Regions from separate parts of the Sus scrofa genome. Here region 1 is linked to region 2. The links are chromatin contacts, called in public HiChIP or PLAC-seq maps. All regions are on one chromosome and are shown on one strand. The core of a region is the stretch at or near the end of the contact, and the rest is flanking DNA. Distances in the headings are between cores, read along the strand shown.

What was found. HiChIP or PLAC-seq counts read pairs in DNA pulled down with a chosen protein or histone mark.
Region 1: a contact with region 2 is called in an H3K27ac HiChIP or PLAC-seq map of alveolar macrophages. The contact joins two enhancer-like sites. A contact is called at or near these places in 1 of 47 Hi-C or Micro-C datasets (epiblast stem cells) and 1 of 2 datasets of contacts at active chromatin or transcription factors (alveolar macrophages).

Annotation. Positions count from the first base shown.
Region 1 is chr3:40,990,950-40,997,202 of Sscrofa11.1, reverse strand. No RefSeq gene overlaps it. Among named protein-coding and RNA genes, the nearest start is that of GNG13, 3.5 kb to the left of the region's middle. Within about 2 kb of position 3,937, at least 68 of the 83 cell types and tissues checked have an H3K27ac peak or open chromatin away from gene starts, as enhancers often do. A contact at or near this core is called in alveolar macrophages, where this site is marked.
Region 2 is chr3:40,854,119-40,860,478 of Sscrofa11.1, reverse strand. LMF1 (lipase maturation factor 1) reads right to left here. Exons shown (of 11, transcript XM_021086874.1): 2 at 2,130-2,436. Among named protein-coding and RNA genes, the nearest start is that of LMF1, 16 kb to the right of the region's middle. Within about 2 kb of position 1,303, at least 13 of the 83 cell types and tissues checked have an H3K27ac peak or open chromatin away from gene starts, as enhancers often do. A contact at or near this core is called in alveolar macrophages, where this site is marked.

The DNA.
Region 1 (6,253 bases), core at 2,688-5,187, 130 kb before region 2:
GAGCTGTGGCCGGCAGAGCATCTTGGCCTCTGACTCAGCGGTGCTGTTTTCCGCCTGGGAGTGCCAGTCACACCCACTGCCCGATGGCCCCTTGGTGCTCAGAGCGGTCCCTGTGCTGACCCTGGCGGCCCCCTGTGACGGAGCCCACGGCTCCCTGCGGCGCTCGAGATGACACAGGCTGCTCTCAGGAGCCTGTGAAGCCCTCATCCTTGGTGAGTCCGGGGGCCCAGCTGACCCCTCTTTCTTACCTTCGTGGGAGGGTGGACTTTGAACCCCCGACTCTCCAGGGGTCCGGGTGGGTTTGGGACGAGCAAAGGCCCAGGGCTTCGCAGTGGAAGGAGGACACTCCAGAAGCAGTGAGACTTGTGCTCCGTCTGTCACCTCCTTGCAGTCACCCAGGGCAGGTCCAGGGAGACCAGCAGCCTTTCTGAAATTAGTGCCACTAACTGGGCTACTGGTGAGAACCAACAAGGCTCCTTGCTGGCCTAGAAATGGCAGCTCCCGGCTGCACACCTGCAGTCCTGACTGGGGCAGCAGCGCGGGCTGGGGTCAGGGGCAGGGAGACCCTGAGCTGGGGACCCCGTGTGCCGCTTTTAGGGCTCAGGAAGGATCAGAGGTGTGGGGCAGGTCTCTGAGGAGGATGGGGGTGCAGGAGGAGGGCATGTCTTGACCAGGTGGCACCTGCAGCCTGGTGCTGTCTGGATGTCACACTGCCCCATGGCCTTGCTGGGCAGGGGCTGGGGCCAGGGCCAGCCTCTCACCCAGTCCCTTCTCAGTGTGCAGGGAGTACTGGTGACCCAGCGCCACCCCCACTGCTGCCAGTTCTCCCTCAGGGTCCTCTGGAGGCCGGGGCTCTCCACGCATGGCGCCCCAGCAAGGGAGCACACAGCCCCGGCAGATCCAGCCTGATGTGCAGGTATGACGAGGCCCGTGTGAGACCACCTCCCCTTTGCAGCTTCTCTTCAGACCTTGGTGGGACAGATCCTACACATAGTCCTTCCAGGGCCACAGGCCTGGCCTCCGGTGAGGAAACTCAAAGACAAATGGCCTACACTGCAGGACCCAGGCCTGGTGGGGGACAGCAGGGGCCCAGCCTGCCAGCACTCCATCCCAGGGTGGACATGGGACCTTTGGGGTTACAACAGACTGAGCCCCCTCCTGAAGCACAGTGACAGTGGCCACAGGGGGCATACCAACTTATTTCCTATCCCTGGAAACAAAACTGGCATAGGCAAATGCAGGCATTGGAAGATACCAGAGAGGTTTTTAATTTCCCCCAGTTAAACAGAGCTCTTAAAAAACAGGTAGTTGTTGCAGTTCCCTTCGAGACTGAGCGGTTAATGAAGCCAACTAGCATCCAGGAGGATGTGGGTTTGCTCCCTGGCCTCGCTCAGTGGGTTAAGAATCCGGTATTGCCGTGAGCTGTGGTGTAGGTTGCAGACGCTGCTTGGATCCAGCGTTGCTGTGGCTGTGGGGTAGGCCGGTGGCTGTAGCTCCGATTCCACCCTGAGCCTGGGAACCTCCATATGCTGCGGGTTCGGCCCTAAGAAGCCAAAAAAAAAAAAAAAAAGGTAGTTCTTGAATAATCTTTGAAATTTTGAAAATTTTGCAATGATTTTTTTTTAAAGTATAGTTGATTTTATTTATTTATTTATTGTCTTTGTAGGACCACACCTGTGTCATGTGGCGGTTCACAGGCTAGGGGCTGAATCGGAGCTATAGCCGCTAGCCTACACCACAGCAACGTGGGATTTGAGCCACGTTTGCTGCCTACACCACAGCTCATGGCAACGCTGGATCCTTAACCTGCTGAGCAAGACCAGGGATCGAACCTGTATCCTCATGGATACTAGTCAGGTTTGTTTCCACTGAGCCACAAGGGGAACTCCCTGAAAATGATTTTCGAAAGTAACTTAAGCTCTTATACTCACATGTGGAAAACAAACAACAAATGACACCAGGGAATCATGGACTCTAGTCAGCATGGCCTCTGAGTCACAAAGTTTCAGGGACGCGACAGCTCTGTGGTCCATAGGTGACTCCATCTCATCCCTGCTCCTGCTCCAGTCCTGTCATGGTGCTGGCAGAGCCAGCATGGGGCGTGGGAAGACACACGTGGTCTGTATTTCAGGACTCCTGGGGCTCAGGAACAGGACAAGCTCACCATGTAGTTGGGGCCCAGGGTCTGCACCTGCCCAAGCACAGAACACTCTAGTGCCCACAGGTCACAAGGGGCCCCTCCTGATGAGGCAGATGCCACTCAGGCGTTCCTCGCATTGCTGGTGAGTCCACAGGTCTGCACCCCCAAAGGTGCCACAAAGTTGGGTGAGCAGGGTAGAGGCACACATCAGGTTACCGTGGGGGCTGTCTCTCTCAACTTGCAGCTGCACTGTCAGGTCCTCCCTGAGCATGGGGCAGTGGTGGCATGTGGCCATGTAAGTGTGGCTGGGGGCCTGCAGAGGGCCCCTTGCACTGTCTCACAGCTGACCCGACAGCCTCTGATGAAGTGATGCCAGGCTGGTCCAGCATGAGCACAGCCTGCTGTGGGCCAATTCCAGGAACAGCTCACCCCTGCTGCCTTCCAGAGGAAACAAATGCAGACCAGCCTAGCACACCACCCAGGATACCTCCTTGGGCCAGCAGCCAAGTTGGGGTGGGACTTGGGGCTTCCACAAGTTTTTTTTTTTTTTTTTTTTTTTTTTTTTTTGCTTTTTAGGGCCACACATGCAGCATATGGAAGTTCCCAGGTTAGGGATCTAATTGGAGCTGCAGCTGCCAGCCTACACCACAGCCATGGTAACGCGGGATACGAGCCATGTCTGCAACCTACACCACAGCTCACGGCAACGCTGGATCCCCCACCCTCTGAGCGAGGCCAGGGATCGAACCCGAAACCTCATGGCTCCTAGTCAGATTCGTTTCAGCTGCACCACGATGGGAACTCCGACAGGTGTGTTTCTGGTCCCCAGCAATACCTGCCACATGGAGGAGGACAAAAGAGACCTTCTAGAAAGAGCTTCCATGTCCAGAGCTTTTCCACAGAAGCGGAGGGGGACACCTGGAGGGACATCGCCCTGTCAGGTGGGGGCCTCGCCCCAAGGCACGCAAGATGCCAGCCTGCTCGCTGCCCAGGGTAAGTCTGATCAATTGGCTGAGCAGGAAACTGAGGCCTGGGGCTCTGGGGCTCTCCCCCAGGTCCCAGCCTCTTCTGCAGGCTTAGTGTCCCTTACTGAAGTGAATTCTTCCCTCCAGTGCCGGGAACACCTGGAATTCCTGGCCATCTGCTTATCTCATCAGAAGCTCTGGTGACCACACAGCCCAAGTGATTGAATGGGGAACCTAAAGTATCCCCGAGGTCTTTCAGAAAAGACCCCTGTCTTGAGCCAGGGGGCGGGGTCTCCACCGGGACGGTGCACGGTCACACGCCCAGGTCCAGTTCGGGGTCCCTCAGCTGGGCTGCTCCTGCCACTTCCTGACGGGGTCTGTGCAGAAGTCTCCTTTGCCCAGTCTGAGAGGCAGACGGCAGATCTACAGGAATGTAGACACTCTCCACCCCTGGAACTAAATCTCCCGGCGAGAAGGTCTGTCGTCTGACGCGGGAGAGGATCAAGCCAACTGCAGTCCCCGAGAGGGGCAAGCTCTGGCCTGTGGCTGTCCCCGGGAACACGCCCTGGACCAAGGAGCTCGCGGGGCGGGGACGGGCACGCGCCGGGCCCTCCCCACGCTCTGGGCTCCCAGGTGCGCCAGGCTCGCTGCTCGGGTTCGCCCAGAGCGAGTCTGTCCTGGGGACCCGGCCCGGGGAGGACCGGGCAGCGCAGGGGGCCGGCGGTCCCCCCAAACTCATCCGCCGCGACCTCAGGCCGCAGAACAGGGTCGGTAGGTTCCTCGCAAGGCCGGGATTCGACGGGAAACCGCGACGCAACAAATGCCGTCACTGAGCCCTAGGACGGAGGCGGACGGCTCGTTTGTCTAGAGCACTCGAGCCGAGCGAAGGTTTCCGGGGCTCTTAATGGCATTAACGTGGGTGTGCATCACGGAGACAGTTCTTTGCGGCTCTGCGGGGGAAGGCCTGCCGGCAGGCTCCGCACCCGGCCGGGTCACGGGCACAGCGGGCCGCGAAGCCCAGCCCAGAGTTGCGCGCCCCACCGCCGCCGCGGCCGCAGCGGAGCTCGAAGCTCCCCGCCCCTCGGGACAGCCCTTCCGGGTCAGGGATGGGGGAAAGGGGCGGGGCTAGTCCAGGGCCCGCCCACCGGCGCGAGGGGCGGGGCCTGCCGTACGTCGTCGCGCGTGACGAAGCCGTGTTCCCGCGGGGCGGTGGCGGCAGCGGCCTCAGGGCGGCGGTGGCGTGGAGGCAGCTGCTGGCGCCTCCGGCTCTCGGGGTTCCCTTGACCCGGCTTCTGTGGCCCCGGTTAGGTCATGGCCGGTGGCTTCGCAGGGGGACGGACGTTGCCATGGGTGAGCGTGACCGGCCGCGGAGCTCCGTGCCCAGAGGGGCCACGTTGGAGACGGACGACGGAGCGGGCGAGCCGCCGCTGCCCAGCCCGCGTCTCCTTCTCAGTCCGCCGTCTGTGGCTCCCCTCGGGGGTCCCTCCTCAGGTCCCTCCTCTCCGGTCCCTCTACCTGTGTCATCCCTCAGGTCCCCCCCCCCCCCAGGTTCTCTCAGGTCTCTCCACCATGTCCCCCCTCTGTTCCCTCCCCTCCGGTCCCCCCACCAAGTCCTCTCTCAGGTCCCCCCCTCAGTTCTCCTTCTCAGGTTCCCCTGCCATGTCCCCCCTCCGTCCCCTCCTCTCAGGTCCCCCCCTTCAGGTCCCCCTACCTGTGTCATCTCTCAGCCGCCCCCCCCCCAGTTCTCTCAGGTCCCCTCACCATGTCCCCCCTCCATTCCCTCCTCTCTCAGGTCCCCCCTCAGTTCTCCTCAGGTTCCCCCACCATGTCCCCCCTCCGTTCCCTCCTCTCAGGTGCCCCCCTCAGGTTCCCCCCCCCAGGTTCTCCCTCTCAGGTCCCCCCTCACGTCCCTCTGCCTGTGTCATCCCTCAGGCCCCCTCCCTAGTTCTCTCAGGTCCCCCCACCTTTTCCCCCCTCTGTTCCTCCTCTCAGGTCCCCTCCTCAGGTCCCTCTGCCTATGTTATCCCTCAGTTCCCCCCTCAGTTTCTCTCAGGTCCCTCCCCCTCCGGTCCCCCCCTCCGGTCCCCCCACCATGTCCTCTCTCAGGCCCCTCCCCCTCAGTTCTCCTCAGGTTCCTCCACCATGTCCCCCCTCAGGTCTTCTTCAGGTCCCCCCTCCGTTCCCTCCTCTCAGGTCCCCTCCTCAGGTGCCTCTGCCTGTGTCATCCCTCAGGTCCGCCCCCAGGTTCTCCCTCTCAGGTCCCCCCCTCAGGTCCCTCTGCCTGTGTCATCCCTCAGCACCCCCCCATTCTCTCAGGTCCCCCCACCTTGTCCCCCCTCCGTTCCCTCCTCTCAGGTCCCCTCCTCAGGTCCCTCTGCCTGTGTTATCCCTCGGTCCCCCCCAGTTTCAGGTCCCTCCCCTCCGGTCCCCCCACCATGTCCTCTCTCAGGTCTTCTTCAGGTCCTCCCTCCGTTCCCTCCTCTCAGGTCCCCCCCCCCCAGGTTCCTCTACCTGTGTCATCCCTCAGGTCCCTCCACCCATGTATCCCTTCAAGTCCTCTCTCAGGCCCCCCACCCATCTCGCCCCTCTGACTTCCCTTGATCCCAGATCTCCCCACCCACTCTGTCCCCTTCAGGGACCCCCTTTCCCCCCAAAGGGTTCTAGAGACCTGAGCGAGCCGTGTAGTGACTGTTCCGGCTGCATCTTGAGGTCTGTCGGGGAGCTGGACACGAGGCAGATTTGTGTTCGATTTGCAAGCTGGGTGCAGAGGACAAAGCGTGTCTTGTGATGTGAGTCAGTGATGGACTCCGGGTGCCGCTGTTGCGCGGCCTGTGGCTTGGACGGCAAGTGGGCGAGGCTCGCAGGGAGTGGAAGGGGCCTGTTGGAGACAGAGTCCAGGAGATGAGGGCCCAGGAAAGGAGTCGTGAGCTTGCTCTCCTGGGACCCGTGTCGGGTCTTGCCCTGCCACCATCTGCCAGGGTGTAGACGGCGGCTTGCACGGGGAGTGGTTCTGGTGCTGAGTGGGTGGAGGCCAGGGGTGCTGCTCGGCACCCACGCGCCCCTGCCACCCTGGCTTGGTGAGTCCAGAGTTCTGGCTTTGAGGCCGCTTCTTGCTCCTCCACAGCTGCTGTGTGCTGGGCAGCGCCTG
Region 2 (6,360 bases), core at 54-2,553:
CACATGTCCTAAGGAAAAGGAGCCACTAACCAGAGAGCCTGGAGGCGGGCAGCGATGGCCTGCGGCCACCGAGAAGGCCAGACGCCAAGGTGAGAGCACCCCAGGAACGCAGGTGGGGAGGAGCAGGTGGGAGGGAAGGAGCTCCGTTCACCTCACAGCTGCCTGATGGGCCCCAGGGTCCGGCGCCGAGTGGGCACCAGCCCTGCTTCCACCCGCGCCGCCTGGGCTTGAGGAAGCAAAGGCTGTAAGTCAGATGTAAATGCCTTTCTCCTGGAAGCCGACACACCTTCCGTATGGAACTGAACCACCGGTGTCAGCACGTCCTGGCCGCCAGCCACTGGGGACGCTGCAGCTGAGCGGCGCCCGTGGCTGCTGCTTCTGATTCACAGGCTCATGCCAGGCAGCTGAGTCCCCGAGCCTCGGCCGAAACTCCTCCCCTGACGACCAGGGTGCTGTGGTCAACACAACGCGTCCACACCAGGCTCCCAGGAGCACGGATGGCAGGTGGGGTGAGAACTGGGCCTCCTCTGCACACTGCACTGTGGGCAGGTGTCTTCTGCTGTGACACTGGTGTCACTCGCACTTGCTCAGGGACCAGGGCCCAGACCACAGGAGACAGGATGAGGCCCATGACGGTACCTGGCACACGGGACAACCTTGGGACAAGATAAACCGACAAGTGGCACTGAGGACTCGGGCGTCTGGGTTAAAACTCACTCACTGTCGTGGACCACAACCTCGGCAGCGCCCCTGATGTGGTCCAGCACCCCAGAGCTTCAGGCCTCCCGATGAACCTCCCCCCCCGCCCCCGAGGCAGAGGCCCCAGCTGTGAACATCTAAGCAGGAGCCCAGAGCTGCCCCACTTCCTGCTCGTCTACACGGACAGCACCCCCCCCACTTCCTGCTGGTCTCCACGGACAGCGCCCCCCCCACGTCCCGCTCCTCTCTATGGACAGCGCCCCCCCTCACTTCCTGCTGGTCTCCACGGACAGCACCCCCTCACTTCCTACTCGTCTTCTCGGACAGCACCCCACTTCCTGCTCGCACCCCCCACTTCCTGCTGGTCTCCACGGACAGCGCCCCCCCCACTTCCTGCTCGTCTTCTCAGACAGCACCCCCCCACACTTCCTGCTCGCACCCCCCAACTTCCTGCTCATCTCCACGGACAGCGCCCCCCCACTTCCTGCTCGTCTTCTCAGACAGCACTCCCCCACACTTCCTGCCTGCACCCCCCCCACTTCCTGCTCGTCTCCACGGACAGCACCCCCTCCTCCCCATCCTCCTCATTCACACGGACAGCACCTCCGCCTCCGCCTCCTGCTCCTCCTCACACACCACAGCCTCCTCCGCTGCCTACACGCGCACCACCCCAATCTGACTCCTTCCACGTCCAGGGAGACGCCACCCTCTCCCACACCCTACTTTCCTACAGGACAGGGACCCGACCCCAGAGCTTTTTGTCGAGGCTTCGCCTTTTCTTAGAGCATCGTCTGTGCTTCCTCTGGTAGGTGACTCTGCCCAAGGGCTGGAGCCCAGAACCTGAACCAGGGGCCCCTCCTCCGCTGTGGGTTCAAACCTGGTCCGGGCTTCACAGCCCCTGGACTGTTACCTGGGCCTGGCTCAAGCCGCTGGCTGCACGGACACCCCCATCTGCATGCCCTCGGGATGCCCCCCTGCCGGGGAGCTGCCCCCCTCTTCTGATCTCTTGGTGCTGCAGCGGGGCTGGCCTGCCCTGTGCCCCCTATGGCAGGCAGCTCCTCTCCACCAAGGAAGGGACAGCTGGGGGCAGGCGCAGGGCTGTAAGAGTCCAAGCCAGGCCCCGCCACCAGAGTGCGCCCAGCAGCCCGCCCAGCGACGGCACCTCCATCCCACGGTGCCTGCTGGCTCTGGGAGGCTGGTGCCGTGATCTCAGGCGCGGCCATGGCACCCCCCAGAATCCCGATGACTCCCAAAGGAGGAAGGCTCCTGGGGGCCAGCCGTGTCTACCGTGGTCTAACGCAAACGGTGGCGCTGTCTGAACTAAGGTGAGAAGGAAGCTTGCCCGGGGGCTCCTGCTGCCGAGAGGTCTCAGGGCGCTCTGTGGGGGTGCCATTCCCAGGGCCTTGGCCTACCGCACCCACCCCTCTTACCAGATCTGCCCCACGTTGACCAGGGACATGTAGAGGAGCCAGAGAGCAGCCATGAGGGCCATGTTGGCACAGCCGGAGACCAAGACGAAAGAGGAGATGCCCAGCCCGAGGAGCGCCAGGGCGTCCAGGTTGGAGTCCATGTGAGTCCAGTCCAGCAGCCAGAGGACGGTGGGGGTGGAGCTGACGGCGTCCCAGGCGCGCCCTCGGAAGTGCTGCTGCACGCGCCTCAGGTAGGCCCTGCAGGGCAGCAGCCCCCTGTCGCCAATCAGCTGCTTGTTCTGCTGGAAGGCCACCAAGAAGGCCACGACTGGAAGGAAAAGGAGACAAGAGGCACGTGAGGGCAAGAAGCCCTCTGCGGACACCCATCCGGTCTATGGGGCTCGGCTGGGCGGGACCAGGCAGTGTGGCCCACGGTTTGGAACCAAAGCATGGCCTCCGGGGGTCTGAGTGCTTCACAGAATCCCAGTATTTGAGGACCCAACCTGAGACGTCACCACGTAGTCTCTGAACCACGTGCCCAACCTACGTGCGCTGCATCTCCTCCCACAGGGCACACGCAGACACGAGAGACACACCACGTGGTTTTGTTTTTGTTTTTTGCTTTTTAGGGCTGCTCAGGCAGCAGATGGAAGTTCTCAGGGAGTGAATATGAGCTGCAGCAGCTGGCCTACGCCACAGCCACAGCCACACGGGTTCTGACCTGCGTCTGCCACCTACACCACAGCTCACACCAACGCCAGATCCTTAACCCACTGAAGGAGGCCAGGGAATGAACCTGCCTCCTTATGGATGCTAGTCAGGTTCATTACCACTGAGCCACAATGGGAACTCCCACCACAGGATTTATATAAAATATGTGCCTCGTTACATAAAATGGTTAACTACCCCAGAAAGAACTTTGCTTAAAGAAAATGAACAATAAAACAATAAAACACTTATGTTAGAAAAATAGAAAGGCCTCAAATCTAAACTTATACTTTCAGAAATCAAAAAAAAAGTTACATACAAAACAAGCAGCAGAAAAGTAACTTTTAAAAAAAGGTGAAATCAATCAAACTTAAAACTAGGGGGAAAAACCCTAGAAAATCAATACAACCAAAACTTGGTCCTTCAGTAAGAGCCATATAATTGACAGGACTCTAGCTGGATCAGATGAGAAAAGAAGGGAACACGCCAGCATGAGGGATGGGGAAGGAAACAGGCCAAGGACCCCAGACATAAAGATAGTACAGGAAGACTACAAGTCTCCTTAAGACCAGAAATTCCACAACTTAGATGAAATACGCCAATTTCTTGAAAGACAAGCTATCAAGACTTACAACAGAAGAAACAAAGATAATACATCACAACCTGTTTCATCTCAGAAATGCAAGGCTGTATCATTCTTCAAAAAAAAAACAATCAGGAGTTCCCGTCGTGGCTCAGTGGTTAACGAATCCGACTAGGAACCATGAGGTTGTGGGTTCGGTCCCTGCCCTTGCTCAGTGGGTTAACGATCCGGCGTTGCCGTGAGCTGTGGTGTAGGTTGCAGATGCGGCTCGGATCCCACGTTGCTGTGGCTCTGGCGTAGGCCGGTGGCTACAGCTCCGATTCAACCCCTAGCCTGGGAACCTCCATATGCCGCAGGAGCGGCCCAAGAAATAGCAACAACAACAACAACAGCAAAAAAAAAAAAAAGACAAAAAAAAAAAAAAAAAACAATCAATGTAGGAGTTCCCATTGTGGCACAGTGGAAACGAATCCAACTGGTGACCATGAGGTTGTGGGTTCGACCCCTGGCCTCGCTCAGTGGTTAAGGGTCTGGCATTGCTGTGAGGTGTGGTGTAGGTCGCAGATGTGGCTCAGATCTGGCGTTGCTGTGGCTGAGCTGTAGGCTGGCAGCTGTAGCTCCGATTCAACCCCTCGCCTGGGAACCTCCATATGCTGCAGGTGTGGCCTTAAAAATAAAACACACACACACACAAAAAAAATGTAATTCATGACACTAACAAACTAAATTAACAAAAGCATAAGATAGTATCAACAGACACACACACACACACACACACACACACACACACACACACACACACAAAGGACATTAAAGAATACATTCACCATAAAAAGAAACTTTCAGCAAATGAGGAAGAGAAGGGAATGCCATCACTGTCCACAAGGCAGCTATGAAAAACCTAAGACAAGATCACACCTAAAGATCAGTGGGAGCTCCCGCTGCGGCTCGGTGGAAACGAACCTGACTCGCATCCATGAGGACACAGGTTCGATCCCTGGCCTCGCTCAGTGGGTTACGGATCCAGCACTGCCGTGAGCCCTGGTGTAGGTTACAGACGCAGCTCAGATTTGGTGTGGCTGTGGCGTAGGCCGGCAGCTGTGGCTCCGATTAGAACCCTAGGCCTGGCACCTCCATATGCCGTGGCCCTAAAGAGACAAAGAAGTAAACGAAGATGAGTGACTGGATGCTCTTCCCCAAAGATCTGGAACAAAACAAGAGCATCTCTCTCACTGCTCCTACCCCAGGCGGCACGGGCATCCTCGCCAGCACAGTGAGGAAAGAATGAGAAAAAAGGTACTGGTTTAGAAAGGAAGAGATAGAACTCTCTCTATTAACGGATGTCATTACGGCAGATACAGCGCATCCCAAAGAATCAGCACCACCAACGAAAGCCCTCGTGGCACTGACACAAAGTGGTGAAGGTCACAGAATACTGGATCAAGGCACGAAAGTCAATCGTGCGCCTACACAGCCGCACTGCACAAACGCAATGTGAATTTTACAAAATTACAATAGGAGTTCTCCTGTGGCACTCTGGGTTAAGGATCCGGCTTTGTCACCACAGCGGTTGGGTCACTGCTGTGGTGCAGATTCGACCCCTGGCCCAGGCACGTCTACAAACCAAGGGCAGCACCCCCCCCATCACAACAGCAACCAAAAATGTGCCTAGTCTAACATCACCTAAGTGAAGGGGCAGGATCAGGATGTGGAGGAGTGAGACTCAGCACTCATCTTCTCCCGCAAACACATTACCAAACCCGTCCCCATGCAGAAGGATCTGCACAGAACACCTACCCAACACTGGCCAAAGACCTCGGACCTCCAAAAGTACAAGAAACCCGCCAGATACTGCACAGAACTAAAGGGAACCAAAAAAAGAGGCGGGGGAGAAGAGCAAAAAAGGAATCAGGACAGGACCAGCACTCCCGAGAGGGAGCAGTGAAGGAGGAAAGGCCACCTCGCTGACGGGGAGATCGGCTGGGACGGGGGGCAACCTTGAAGCCTCGGAGAAAAGCACGGCAGCCAGACAGAGAGAGAGCCTGTATGTTCAGCATGACCAAAGCAGCGCAGGAACCCTTCCAGCTGAAAGAATAGGAGAACTCCCCTGAAGGAGCAAACATGACACAGACCTCTTCGGGCTAAGAGTCACCGAGCTCAAAAAGGAGGTAATGAAAATACTGAAGAAATCCACAATGGAAATCAACGGAGTTTCCGTCGTGACTCGGCAGTAATGCATCCGGCTAGTATCCAAGAGGATGCAGGTTCCATCCCTGGCCTTGCTCAGAGTTAAGGATCTGGCATTGCTGCAGCTGCGGCATAGGTCACAGACGCAGCATGGATCCCGTGCTGCTGAGGCAAAGGCTGACAGGTGCAGCTCCAATTCAACCCCTAGCCTGGGAACCTCCATATGCCGCAGGTATGGCCCTAGAAAGAAAGAAAAAAAAAAAAAAGAATGGATACCAACACTAACACAGATCACTTTAAAAAGGAACTAGAATCTATAAGGAGGAGCCAATAAAATTAGAAAATCTGTCTGCAGAGACAAAAGTTGAGTTAAACACACTGAACAGCAAAATGAATAAAGAAGAGGAATGAATGCGTGACCTGGAAGACAGACTAATGGAAATCACCCGATCAGGACAGCAGGCAGGAAACCAAAGGAAGGAGCTGCCACTGCAGCCCAAAAGGGTCAGCCGTGTCTTGGAAGCACTGGGACGTGGGTTCGATACCCAGCCTGGTACAGTGGGTTAGAGCTGGCATTGCTGTAGCTGCAGCTTAGGTCTCAACTGTGGCTTGGATCTGATTCCTGGCCTGGGAGCGCCATATGCTGCAGGACAGCCAAAAATGAAAAAGAAAGAAACAAAGAAGAAGCAAGCAAGGAAGGGAGACCAAATTAAAAAAAAAAAAAGGAAAGCAATAATATAAGAGATCTATGAGGTAATATAAAGCCCGCCAATC